Regions from separate parts of the Ovis aries genome. Here region 1 is linked to region 2. A link is a contact called in public Hi-C data. All regions are on one chromosome and are shown on one strand. The core of a region is the stretch at or near the end of the contact, and the rest is flanking DNA. Distances in the headings are between cores, read along the strand shown.

Region 1 (5,878 bases), core at 1,233-3,732, 98 kb after region 2:
TGGAGAGATAGTATCTGTATCTTCAGAGGCTGTTATGCTATGCAGGCATCCTTGGAAGGATACTCTGTTGCTATCAGTAAGTCCTCTGCTTGTAAGGTACACAGAAATGAGAGAGACTCTGGAAAACTGTCACCCAACAACATCCTCCCCAGGGACTTCTGCCTAGACGCTACTGCCTGGAACTATTTCTCCAGGCCACCTCTGATTTGCCAGGGAGCTGTGAACCTGGGCACTCTGGCTGGGTACACTGTTGTTCATTAGGAAAGACGAGTGCAGGATGGAGCTTCTCAAGAACAAAACAAAAGCTGTGCCCACAAGTTTTTAATCTGTGTGACCAATGTCTTTTTTCTCATTGTATAACAAGTTTTATGACACTTTATTTATTGGTCCTGCCAGAAATAGTGTGTCCAACTTAGAAGAAAACTCCTACTAAGTACCACTTTGTAAATTTCAAACAAGGTATCGACAGTTTAGTGCAGAATTTTAATGTCATAACTGCATAATATCTAAGTGTATAGGCCCATCACTCCTTAGAACTCTCCATATTTAAAAAGGAAATCTGCATTTGTTATTTTCCCAGATCATTTTTAGGGGGTGAGTAACCATTCCTTTAAGAAAATGTTTATGTCATGAAATTCCTCCCAATCTTTGAGTATCTGTCACTTAAGGAACAGGTTCTACTTTATCAATAGATAGGTGTTTGGTAAGAGGTTTATAAATATATCTTTTCTGGTTTCATTTATTTTAAGAGAATTTTTTCACCTCATGACAGTCATTTGGGGCTGACGATGTTACCATGGTAACCGTGCGCTACAATACTGGTTGCTGGTGAATATTGATCCTCCGCCTCTTTCACTACAGTGCTTGCTCCCTTACTAGAAGGAGCCTTGCTCAGAGCACATCTAGGTCAAGGAACCCAGGCCCTGTGGCAGCTGGTACTATAACAGAAACCTCCTGGCTTTTCCCCGCAGGAACCAGTCTAAAGATTCCACTGAGAGCCCTGGCTCAACCTATATCATCATGGCTTACATTTCTGCTGTGACAAATAGAGGCAAACTTCTTTGTTTCTCTTTTGGCTGCACTGTGAGAGCTCAGAAGCTCAGTCAGTGCAACAGCTAAGGCACTGAGGGAAAATCTCTGACATGAATGGACATGCCTTCCCCAGTGGCAGAGAAGTTTGCAAACTACTTTTCAAAGCCCTTACCATATGATTTTGAAATAAAAATGCTTCCCTCCTGAGAAAGAAGGAGAGATTTTAATCTGGGTGGTGCCCTGGGAATTTAATGATGGAGCAGAGTCCAGGGGCATCCCAGAGGTGACGACTATCAAGGCTGTGGCAGGGTGATCACAGATGGGGTTGACCTCGCTTCTCCATCAATGGGGGTGAGCCTCTCCCCGGCAGCAAGGTTTTGTGTTTGTGAAGCAGGGGGTGGTAGGGGGTGAGTGGATGGGGAATGGGAGTTTGTTAGAGAAAGCAGCTTCGAAGACTTCATTCTCCTTGCCAAGAACTAATGGACTGTCTTCAATGTGCATGAAAATCTGTTCGGCATGGTGACCAGGGGAGCCAAAATGAGGCCTCCACAGACCTAATTTGGCATCAGTCTATCTCCATGTGAGAAGGTCTGGATGTGTTTATTCTACTCTCTGCTGCAACTAAGAAGAAAACAAATAAAAACCCTGCAAAGGTTCATTGAGACAACAGTTGGTCACAAAAAAGGAATTTGAACCAAGATAACGCTGGTTACATTTTATCCGCATGTTCCTGAAGCCAGTGCACTCAGAGTTGAATACATAGCCTTTCACTATTGGATGAAAAAGGAGCCTAATCAGCGTCGACTTTGTAAAATTAAAGTAATCTACACACACACACTTTTGATATCTCAAGAACCACTGACACAATGAAAGGATTCCTACATCAAGTGAGACATTGCATTCTCTTATCATCTTTGTCCCCTGTTGGGAGAGGTGAATGAGTGTTGGTAGAGTGGAAACGTGTGGAAAAACTGCTCCCCTGACACTTGCAGTGACAGCCAGCCTTTATGGAGCTCTGTGACCTGCACACTGTTCCTTAGCGCTTTCCAGTGGGATTTCGCTGAATGCTGGTTAATGGCCCTTTTAAGTAAACTCGATCCTAATCCCCACTTTACTGTTGTGACAACTGAAGCACAGAGAAGTTAAGAGACTTGCCCAGCAACACACAGCTAGTTGTATAGGACCTACGCCTCTTGTGTAAAATGATTTGCATGCCCCCTCTAGCTTTGTGGCTCAAGGTCCTCACAACAAAATGCTCTAACAGGAAGGGGAGAGGAAACCAGGCTGTGGTATATTGGAGGGGGAAAAACAAGGAAGGCTCTTAAAGTCCACTAGGCAGCGTCTCCAAAGACAGTGCAGTTTCTCATCCGTGAGCTATTGGTCAGGCTCCCTGGCCTCAGAGGCCTGTCCAGGGTCACATTGCTCAACAGCCGGTAGGGGAGCTACAGGCCTGGAAAGAAGCCCAGGCTGTAGGGCTGCCAGGGCCTGGCTGGTCTTCGACTCCCAGACAGAGGAGAATGTTGTTCTGGGTACATTTTCCTTCTAATGACCTTTCTGAGATAAGCAGAAAGGTCGTTTCAAGGTCATTCTGTTTCCCAAACTGTCTTCCTCCCTTTGTCTTCTTCAGCACCAAAGAGTCTCCTCCTCTGAGATCCAGCCAGTTCCCCTGGCCTCCTTGGGGACTTCTGACTGTGCTTTTAGGGGAGTGAAGTCACTCCCGGCATTGCTCTTCTGCGGGGGTCCAGTCAGGCTGATGGTGGTGTCACGACTGGGTACAGACTGGCTTTTCAGCAAGATGTACTTCTTTTTAGTTTATGCTGCCCATTTTCCCCAGATAATCACATTTTGTTTAATCTGAATGGGAACTGTTTGGAATGGTGATGTCACTGTCTGTCATTGGAAATTAAAAAGCAGAGGGGATATCTGCCAACACCTTCCCTTGGAATTTCTTTACCTCCTCCCCTTTCAACATAGTAACAAAGTGTCTTGGATCTTAAATCTTTTCACCCTTTATCTCTTAGTCATCAAGATAATGAATGCTTCTGGCCCTAAAATATGCATTATTTCATTTCTTTGGTTTAAGAATATATGGATAGTTTTAATAAAAGAGATGATGGGATCAATTCAACTTTCTAAATCCAAAGTCAAGCCGTCTTGGTTAAACCCATAATACTGTGTCTCATAGGCTTAGTTTTAAACCAAGGATTTAATGCATAACTTATTTGTTCCTCTGAAAAACTTTAAAAAAATCCAAATGGGGATAATTGTTCACATCTGCCTAATGATGTTTCTAGTTGAAAGACATAAGAGAATGTACATGTTTGAGTTACAATAACTTCCAGTTTATAATTAAAATCAAAATGGGAAATTCAAGTGAAAGAACTAGATACTTTTGAAAGGTATTCTTTATATGAAGACTCAAGGTAACACATTTTCTTAGCTTTATCAGGCATTGATTTTTTATCTTTATTTTTTTCTATTTTTGTGCAGGTGAGGTAGGGAGGAGCAGATGTTTTATCTCCATCACATCAATAATTCACTTCATTATTATTGTTTGACTTGCCTTGTGTGTGCTGCTCACTAATGAGGTCTACAATGCTGTCCACAGGGTCTGAAATGTGTAAGAAGGGGTCAGAAGGCCTTGGGAGAACTGAAAAAGAAGTCACTGGCCTGGCTTCAGTCACCTGTCCCCAGACCAAACCACAGGTAGTCATCCATGACGATTTGTAGACCAGCCCCCACTCAGCTGCTATTTTTGATCACAGTCCTTGTTGCCCTAGGCGCTCACCCATGAGACTGAGAACTTTAATGCCAGAAAGAAGTTAGAAACTTATATTGAAGAGCAGACCTGTGTTGTAAAGAACATAGTTCTAGGGAGACTGGTGAATGAAGAAGGGTAGGTATGAATGGGGTCTGATTAGAGCGTGACAGAAAAGATCAAATGTGCTGACGTAAATGGAAGCCAAGATTCTAATGAAAGACTAAGGTGTTCTACTGAAAGACAGCAGTGCTCAATAAAAGTGGATTAACAAGATGGTGGTCAAGGGATCCTTGGTGGTGGGGGGAGGGGGGCGGGGGGGTGGAGAGCAACCAGCTCAAGATGTTAAGGGTCTGAAAAAGTGAAAGTGAAAGTCACTGAGTCTTGTCTGACTCTTTGCGACCCCATGGATTATACAGTCCGTGAAATTCTCCAGGCCAGGATACTGGAATGGGTAGCCTTTTCCTTCTCCAGGGGATCTTCCCAACCCAGGGATCAAACCCAGGTCTCCTGCATTGCACGTGGATTCTTTACCAGCTGAACTGCAAGGGAAGCCCAAGGATACTGAAGTGGGTAGCCTATCCCTTCTCCAGCAGATCTTCCCGACCCAGAAGTTGAAGCAGGGTCTTCTGCATTGCAGGCAGATTCTTTACCAACTGTTAAGGGTCTGTGGAGAGGGTAATTGCAGCTTGAATCGGGGAGTCTCTTTGGAGGAGCAGATACCAAGCAACAGAACTACACACTGAAGCCAGGCTTGGTTATGAAGTGAGATGGGGCAAAAACTGCTAGTTGCCTACACAGTATCTACTCGTCCCTTTTCCCTTCATAGCACAACTCACATTTTAAACTGGGTGACAATATGCCCAGCTGGAAGATTATATTTGTCAACCACATTTGCATCTGGGTTGGCCATTGAGATATAAGCATAAGTCTTGGGGTTGATCTTCTGTGAGAACTCCTTAAGAGGGGCTAGACTGCTGACATACTTGTTTGTTTGTTTTTTTTCTCCTTCTCCCTTCCTCTTGTGCCTTCTTGGACCAGAAGATCAATGTGATAGCTGGAGCTCTAGCTGCCACATTGGACCATGAAGTGAATTTGAAGATGCAAGTCATATACTAAGGATGGCAGAACAAAAAGAGGAAATCCGAAACTTTGATGACACTGTAGCTCCCATACCAGCCAGAATTCTGTTTTATTTTGTGTGATAGAGAAATAGGCTTCTATTTTATTGAAACCATTGTTATTTCCTCCTTCACCTGGGACATCACAAACCTAGGGAATTTTTGGAAGGCCTTGACTAAACAGTGGAAAATTAAGGATTTTATTTGTTTTTTGGTATGTTCATTTTTAAAGTTAAATAAGCTGTAAAATAAAGGTGATATAACTTGACAAAATGGCCTCTGAGCTCAATCATAAAAGGAATCAAGAGGTTACGTATTATTGTGTTATGTATTCATTTGGTTCAAACAAAAAGAGGCTTTGTTTGCTTATGTAACAGAAATTCAGAGGTTGTGTGGACTTAAGTAAGGCCAGATATAATAGCTGGACAAGCCAAAGAAGACCCAGTGTCTCTTCATTTCTTCTTAGTCTCCCATGGTTTTATTCTTAGCCTGTCCAGGTGGCCAGCCCCAAGCCAATCACTGTGGCTAGGGTAGCTACGACAATAGAACCCACTGGATGTCTTGACCCTAACCAAGGTCCACCCAGAGAACCGCAGTTAGGTCAATCTCTCCCAAATGCACGGCTAGGAAGTGTGGAGCTCTGCTAGGAAAGGGGAAAAGGGAATGCACATATGGAGGTCACCATGTGCTCTATATCTCTCCTGGCCATCCTTCCCAAATAGTGTTACTTAAAGTGCTCCAGTTTTTAAAAGGAGCCTGGTGGACTATGGTCCATGGGGTCGCAAAGAGTCAGACATGATGGAAGCGACTTAGCACACAAGCGTGTATGTATCATATAGTCAGTAGGTCTTGCTTGAGAGGATGAGCACATATTAAGCCATGAGGACGAGTGGCACTAGCACGCAGGGACACACATACTCTTTCTGAAGGTCAGGAAGCATGCATGAGGGCATGGGGAACAGAATGG
Region 2 (5,701 bases), core at 2,439-4,938:
TTTTTGTCGACAGAAGGAATGTGGCAGAATGATAGCTGTCCCCCCAAGTCTGTTCTTTCCTTTTACCAAACTAATGAATTTTCAGTTGAGCACATGAAGCCCCGGCTAGAGACCACATTTCCGAGTTTCTCTTAAGGCCAAGTGTGGTCAAGTTCTCAGCAACAGAATATGAGTAAAAGTGGTACGTGCCACTTCTGCATCACTTGCTGAAAAATAAATCAACTCTGCTCTTTTGCCCTTCCCCCAGCACTGAAGTGAAGTTGCTCAGTCGAGTCCAACTCTTTGCCACCCCATGGACTGTAGCCTGACAGGCTTCTCTGTCCATGGGATTTTCCAGGCAAGAAAACTAGTGTGGGTTGCCATTTGCTTCTTCAGGGGATCTTCCCAACCCAGGGATCGAATCCATATCTCCCGCATTGTAGGCAGATGCTCTTACCGTCTGAGCCACCAGGGAAGTCTCCCCAAGCACTAGATGGCGCCAGTGCAAACCTCTGGCAATGCCAATGCAAATAAGGAAAATGATGGAGAAGGCAATGGCAACCCACTCCAGTACTCTTGCCTGGAAAATCCCGTGGACGGAGGAGCCTGGTAGGCTGCAGTCCATGGGGTCGCTAGGAGTCGGACATGACTGGGCGACCTCACTTTCACTTTTCACTTTCATGCATTGGAGAAGGAAATGGCAACCCACTCCAGTGCTCTTGCCTGGAGAATCCCAGGGACGGGGGAGCCTGGTGGGCTGCTGTCTCTGGGGTCGCACAGAGTCTGGCAGGACTGAAGCGACTTAGCAGCAGTAGCAAGGAAAATGATACCACGCTAATGGCAGAAAACGAAGAGCAACTGAAATGCTTCTTGATGAGGATGAAATTGGAGAGTGAAAAAGCTGGCTTAAAACTCACCATTCAGAAAACTAAGATCATGGCATCCGGTCCCATCACTTCATGGCAAATAGATGGGGAAAAAGTGGAAACAATGATGGACTTAATTTTCTTGGGCTTCTAAATCACTGCAGACAGTGACTGCAGCTGTGAAATTAAAAGATGCTTGCTCCTTGAAAGACAAGCTATGACAAACCTAGATAGCATATTAAAAAGCAGAGACATCTTTGCCAACAAAGGTCCATATAGTCAAAGCTATGGCTTCTTCCAGTAGTCATGTATATCCATATACATGAGAGTTGGACCATAAAAACAGCTGAGTGCCAAAGAATTAACTGATGCTTTTGAATTGTAGTACTGGAGAAGATTCTTGAGAGTCCCTTGGACACCAAGGAGATCAAACCAGTCAATCCTAAAAGAAATCAACCCTGAATATTCATTGGAAGGACTGATGCTGAAGCTGAAGCTCCAATACTTTGGCCACCTGATATGTAGAGCTGACTCATTGGAAAAGATCATAGTGCTGGGGAAGATTGAAGGCAGGAGGAGGAGGGGGCGACAGAGGATGAGATTGTTGGGTGGTATCATCAACACAATGGACATGAGTTTGAGGAAACTCTGGGAGATGGTGAAGGACAGAGAAGCCTGGTGTGCTGCAATCCCCAGGATTGCAGAGTCGGACCTCAACTCTGGTGAGGTGAGGTGAGGTGCAGCGTTAAGTGGAAAGAAACCAGAGCCCATGAATAACTTACTGGAGTTGAACAACCCTGTTTGCCTGGGCAAGCAGGTCCTGTAACCAAGCAGGACCCTATGTGGCTTTCTCAAGACATATCCTCCCAAGCCACTCATATTCTCTGCCTGTCTTTATTTTGTAGAAAAACTTTAGCATCCTCAGCCTTCCCTGAGTTCCAAAGAATAAATTTAATCAGAGAAGTGAGAAAATGTAAAAACAAAGGAAAACAGTCAAGCAAGAAAAATAATAAGAGTTTAGCCATTAAGTAAAGTCAAGGACTTTTAGGGCCTCATCAAGGGCTATAGATAACATTCTGAGCCATGTCTTTTGAGCTGCTTTGCAGATACTGAAACTCCCACTAGGTGGAAGAAGTTAACTGTATGCTGCCCACAAGACTGTAGGCTGCAGACCAGCTGGAATCAGAAGGGTGATGATGTTGACTCCTAATTACCTCACCACCAATCAATCAGAAGAATGTACATGAGCTGATCACACACCCTGTAACCCTCTTGCTCATCCTATCTTTAAAAACCTTTCCCTGAGGGCCACTGAGGAGTTTGGGCCTTTTGAGGATTAGCCGCCTAGACTCTTTGCTTGGTGTCTGCAATAAAAGCTGCATTTTCTTTCACCACAACCTAGTGTCATTAGATTGACTTTACTTCACACAGTTAAGTGGACTCAAGTTTGCTTCAGTAACACCCGCATTTCATTTAAATCACTGTATTTTGGGGTGTCTATTATTGCAGCATACTCTGTCCTCTAATTTAGGGAAGCTCACAGAGGAAACTCTGGCTAACCAAAACTCAAAGGGCAGGAACTGAAAGAGCTCCAGGCATCTCCAGGGCACCCCAAAAGGATGAATCAGCCTTGACCTCCTGTAAGGAGTCTGGTTTTCTATTTTGTGTTCTGTATCCTTCTACAATCACCCTTTTATACTCATATCCATTTTAAAAATCATAATTTTAAGTAAAACTTTTATGTTCTGCTTTTGAAATTTGTCACTATACTTTTAGTGGCAGTATGTCTCTCAACTTGATGTATAATTGATGACGATTTAAATTGAACCACTATCAGTTACCCTAACCACTATTTCATCATTCTATACTTTTCACCTGTATTATTTTATGAATTAGTGATATACACAATACCAGTACAAAGTTAATTATGCACAAATTTGCATCAGGCACTTTTCTCCCAGCTTTATTGAGGAACAATTTTCAAATAAAATTGTAAGATATTTAAGGTAGCTAGCGTACAATGTAATGAATTGTGTCCATTGTAAAAGGATTCCTGCCATCAAGTTAACACATCCATCACCTCACGTGTTTCCTTTTTTTTTTTCTGGGGGGAGGGGTACATTTAAGTTTTACTTTCTTAGCAAATTTCAATTGTACATCCAGAAGTGGGATTGCTGGATCATGTGGTCTTTCTACTCTGACTTTCTTGACACACAGCCATACTGTTTTCCATAGCAGCTAAACTCGTTTGCAACCCCAACGATGCACAAGGTTTCCCTTTTCGCCACATCCTTGCCAGCTTTTATCTAGGTTTTTACTTATTAACAGTGCAGAAACCAAGGTTATGGGCTGTCTGGGGTTTTGCCCTTTCAAAACATAATCTGAATGACAGTTAATTTTGAGGCACTAAACGTCAGAATCGATTCTGCATTCATTCCAAATGGAATGTCTCAACCTGTCTACACACGTCCATTCGCTTGCGCTCGAGTCATTTATAAATCAGTCCTTCAGGGGAACATTAATGGGGTCAGAACCAGAGGGTTTCTGCCCTGGCAGCCGGGAGAGAAGGCTTGTGGGTAAACCGGGTCCCGGCTTACCGCCTTAGCAACAATCAAGCAGGGCACTAGCCTAAGGCCAGACCCTGGGCTGCATAGCCGGAAGAGAACACCAGAGGAAAGCTGACGCGGTTGAAGAAAAGAAGGCGGAATGATCACCCGCCAAGAAGATACAGAACGAGCCCAGTGCACTGCTTCCAGCACCAACCGCCAGCTCGGTCCAGCCCAGCCCACTACAGAGGAATGAGGAAGTGGAGGAGGCTGGGCCTCCGAAAGGGAAGGTGGGGCCACCTGGGCAGGGAGAGGCGGGGCCGCCTGGGCTGTGAGAGGCGGGACCCGCAGGGCTGGAGAAGAGAGTAGCCGGGGGCCGGCGGAAGGTGGGGCAAGGAGGAGGGTGCGGTGGGCTACGAGGGACGGTTCGGTGGGGAGGAAGGGGGCGAGAGGCGGGGTCACTAGGGGAAGGTGAGGCGGGGCTTCTCTAGGACGGAGACTCCGGAGGCGCAGGGGAAGAGCCGGGTGCCGCAAGGGGCGAGGATCTCCGCGGTCTCCGGATCTCAGTCCAGTCCTGGGCTTCCTCCTCCCAAGAAAGCCTCCCGGCCCCGCGGCCCCTCGCAACCGCGCGACAGTTTCGCTGCTGCGGACAGGATTTTCTTTATGATAGGTTATTTGCATTTCAGAGACACGCCCATATGGGCTAACCCGATTCTGCTACATTTAATAAAGGAACAATGGATTAACGAGGCGTAATAAACATTTACTTCTTGGCCACACTCTGAAGGAAAAGCCTTTAGTATAGTTAATACACAGTATCTCACAATGTCTATCAGAAGCTCATTTCTTCTGACAGGTTTTCAAATATCAGAATATAATCCTAAAGTGAACACAGTTACTTATACGGTGTCACGCTGCTAGACTTATAAACTAAACTTATGGGGTTATTGTCCTCAATTTAAATATCTTTTGACTTTCATGCGACAACACTGGAGTGGTCCAGTGTTCTTGCGTGGAGAATCGCAGGGACGGAGGAGTCGGGTGAGCTGCAGTCTATGGGGTCGCACACAGTCGGACACGACTGAAGCGACTTAGCAGCAGCAGCAGCACTCCATGGCTATTAGTTACATTGATTTTGATCTGAGGTGAAATAAATCACATCTCCAAACCAAAACTTAATACATTAAAATCCTGATATTTAGCAAACTTTGTCGCAGTTATTGATTCTAACTCTTTACACCAATGTGGCAAAAGCTTTCTACTGTATTTAATTTATTCATTTTGAAAGTGTTAGATTGCCTTAGAACGTTTCACTTTCACCAGATTAAGTTTGAAAAAGTGCTTCCTTTGTTTGAGGACACCATAGAATCAGACTAATGCCACACCTGCCAGAATAATTGGCAAATTAATTTGCTTTTTTGTAACTTTCTATTCTCAAGGTTAATTATTTATCGAGGTTAGTATATTTGAACAGCCTCGCTTTCGGTATAGAAACAAATATTTTAAACTGCATACAGCTTATACTGACGAAGGGGAGAGAGGATCAAGATAATGTTCTTTAAATCATTCATTCATTCATCCAACAGTTAACTACTGAGCCAGCGCCTGCTATGTGCTAGGTGTCCTGAAATGTTAACTATTAATTAATATTAGGGATACAAGTTAGATTAAAAGTGTAAACAGAAACAAGGAAGTTGTTTGACATGATACAAATAGTCTAAGATACAGGATTATGTCTATTCACCTTGAACCTTGAGAAAAGGGCGTAATTTCTAAGAGGAGAATGACTGGAATAGTTCTAATCTTGCATAACTGCTGGCCTCTGGTTATGACTAGTATAAAAATCCTAGGGCTTTCCCTATACAAAGGTGGTGAGGAGGGTAATATCTTCCCCTTGAACTCCTCCCCTTACCTTGAATCAGTGGAAGCTCATTGAGGCCTTCTAAGGTTAAAATGGCAATGTACTTTCACTTTTATTTTGGAGAGGGAAATTTTAAACTTTTGGAGTGTGGTTTAGACAGCTTCTTATTGAGATTTCATGTGATGATTGAATACATAGCACCATGGTGCTTGCTAAGAGATGTTTTACAAATACATTATTTTATTACAAGTCACATTGATAATAATTAAAATGTATTGTTACACTAAGTTTTCTCTGTATAACAATTTAATATCAAAGTGCTTCATAGTTTCCTCAGGGTGTGCCCTGAAAAAAGCCTTATTTATACACAGAGTACTAAAGGCACTGTCTGCTTGTGCCTATTCAAATGAACCCCCTTGCTGTACAATGGCAGAGCTCTAATTCATTTT

Evidence for each region. A called contact is a pair of places that touch in the nucleus more often than the background predicts.
Region 1: a Hi-C map of tail adipose tissue shows a contact between it and region 2, with 4 times the contacts expected there. The contact joins two enhancer-like sites. A contact is called at or near these places in 3 of 16 Hi-C or Micro-C datasets (blood, hypothalamus and tail adipose tissue).

Annotation. Positions count from the first base shown.
Region 1 is chr7:41,187,004-41,192,881 of ARS-UI_Ramb_v3.0, forward strand. It overlaps LOC132660129 (a long non-coding RNA gene), which reads left to right. Exons shown (of 4, transcript XR_009601359.1): 3 at 3,641-3,738; 4 at 4,832-5,212. Among named protein-coding and RNA genes, the nearest start is that of ARF6, 81 kb to the left of the region's middle. Within about 2 kb of position 2,483, at least 18 of the 54 cell types and tissues checked have an H3K27ac peak or open chromatin away from gene starts, as enhancers often do. A contact at or near this core is called in tail adipose tissue, where this site is marked.
Region 2 is chr7:41,087,918-41,093,618 of ARS-UI_Ramb_v3.0, forward strand. No RefSeq gene overlaps it. Among named protein-coding and RNA genes, the nearest start is that of ARF6, 18 kb to the right of the region's middle. Within about 2 kb of position 3,689, at least 53 of the 54 cell types and tissues checked have an H3K27ac peak or open chromatin away from gene starts, as enhancers often do. A contact at or near this core is called in tail adipose tissue, where this site is marked.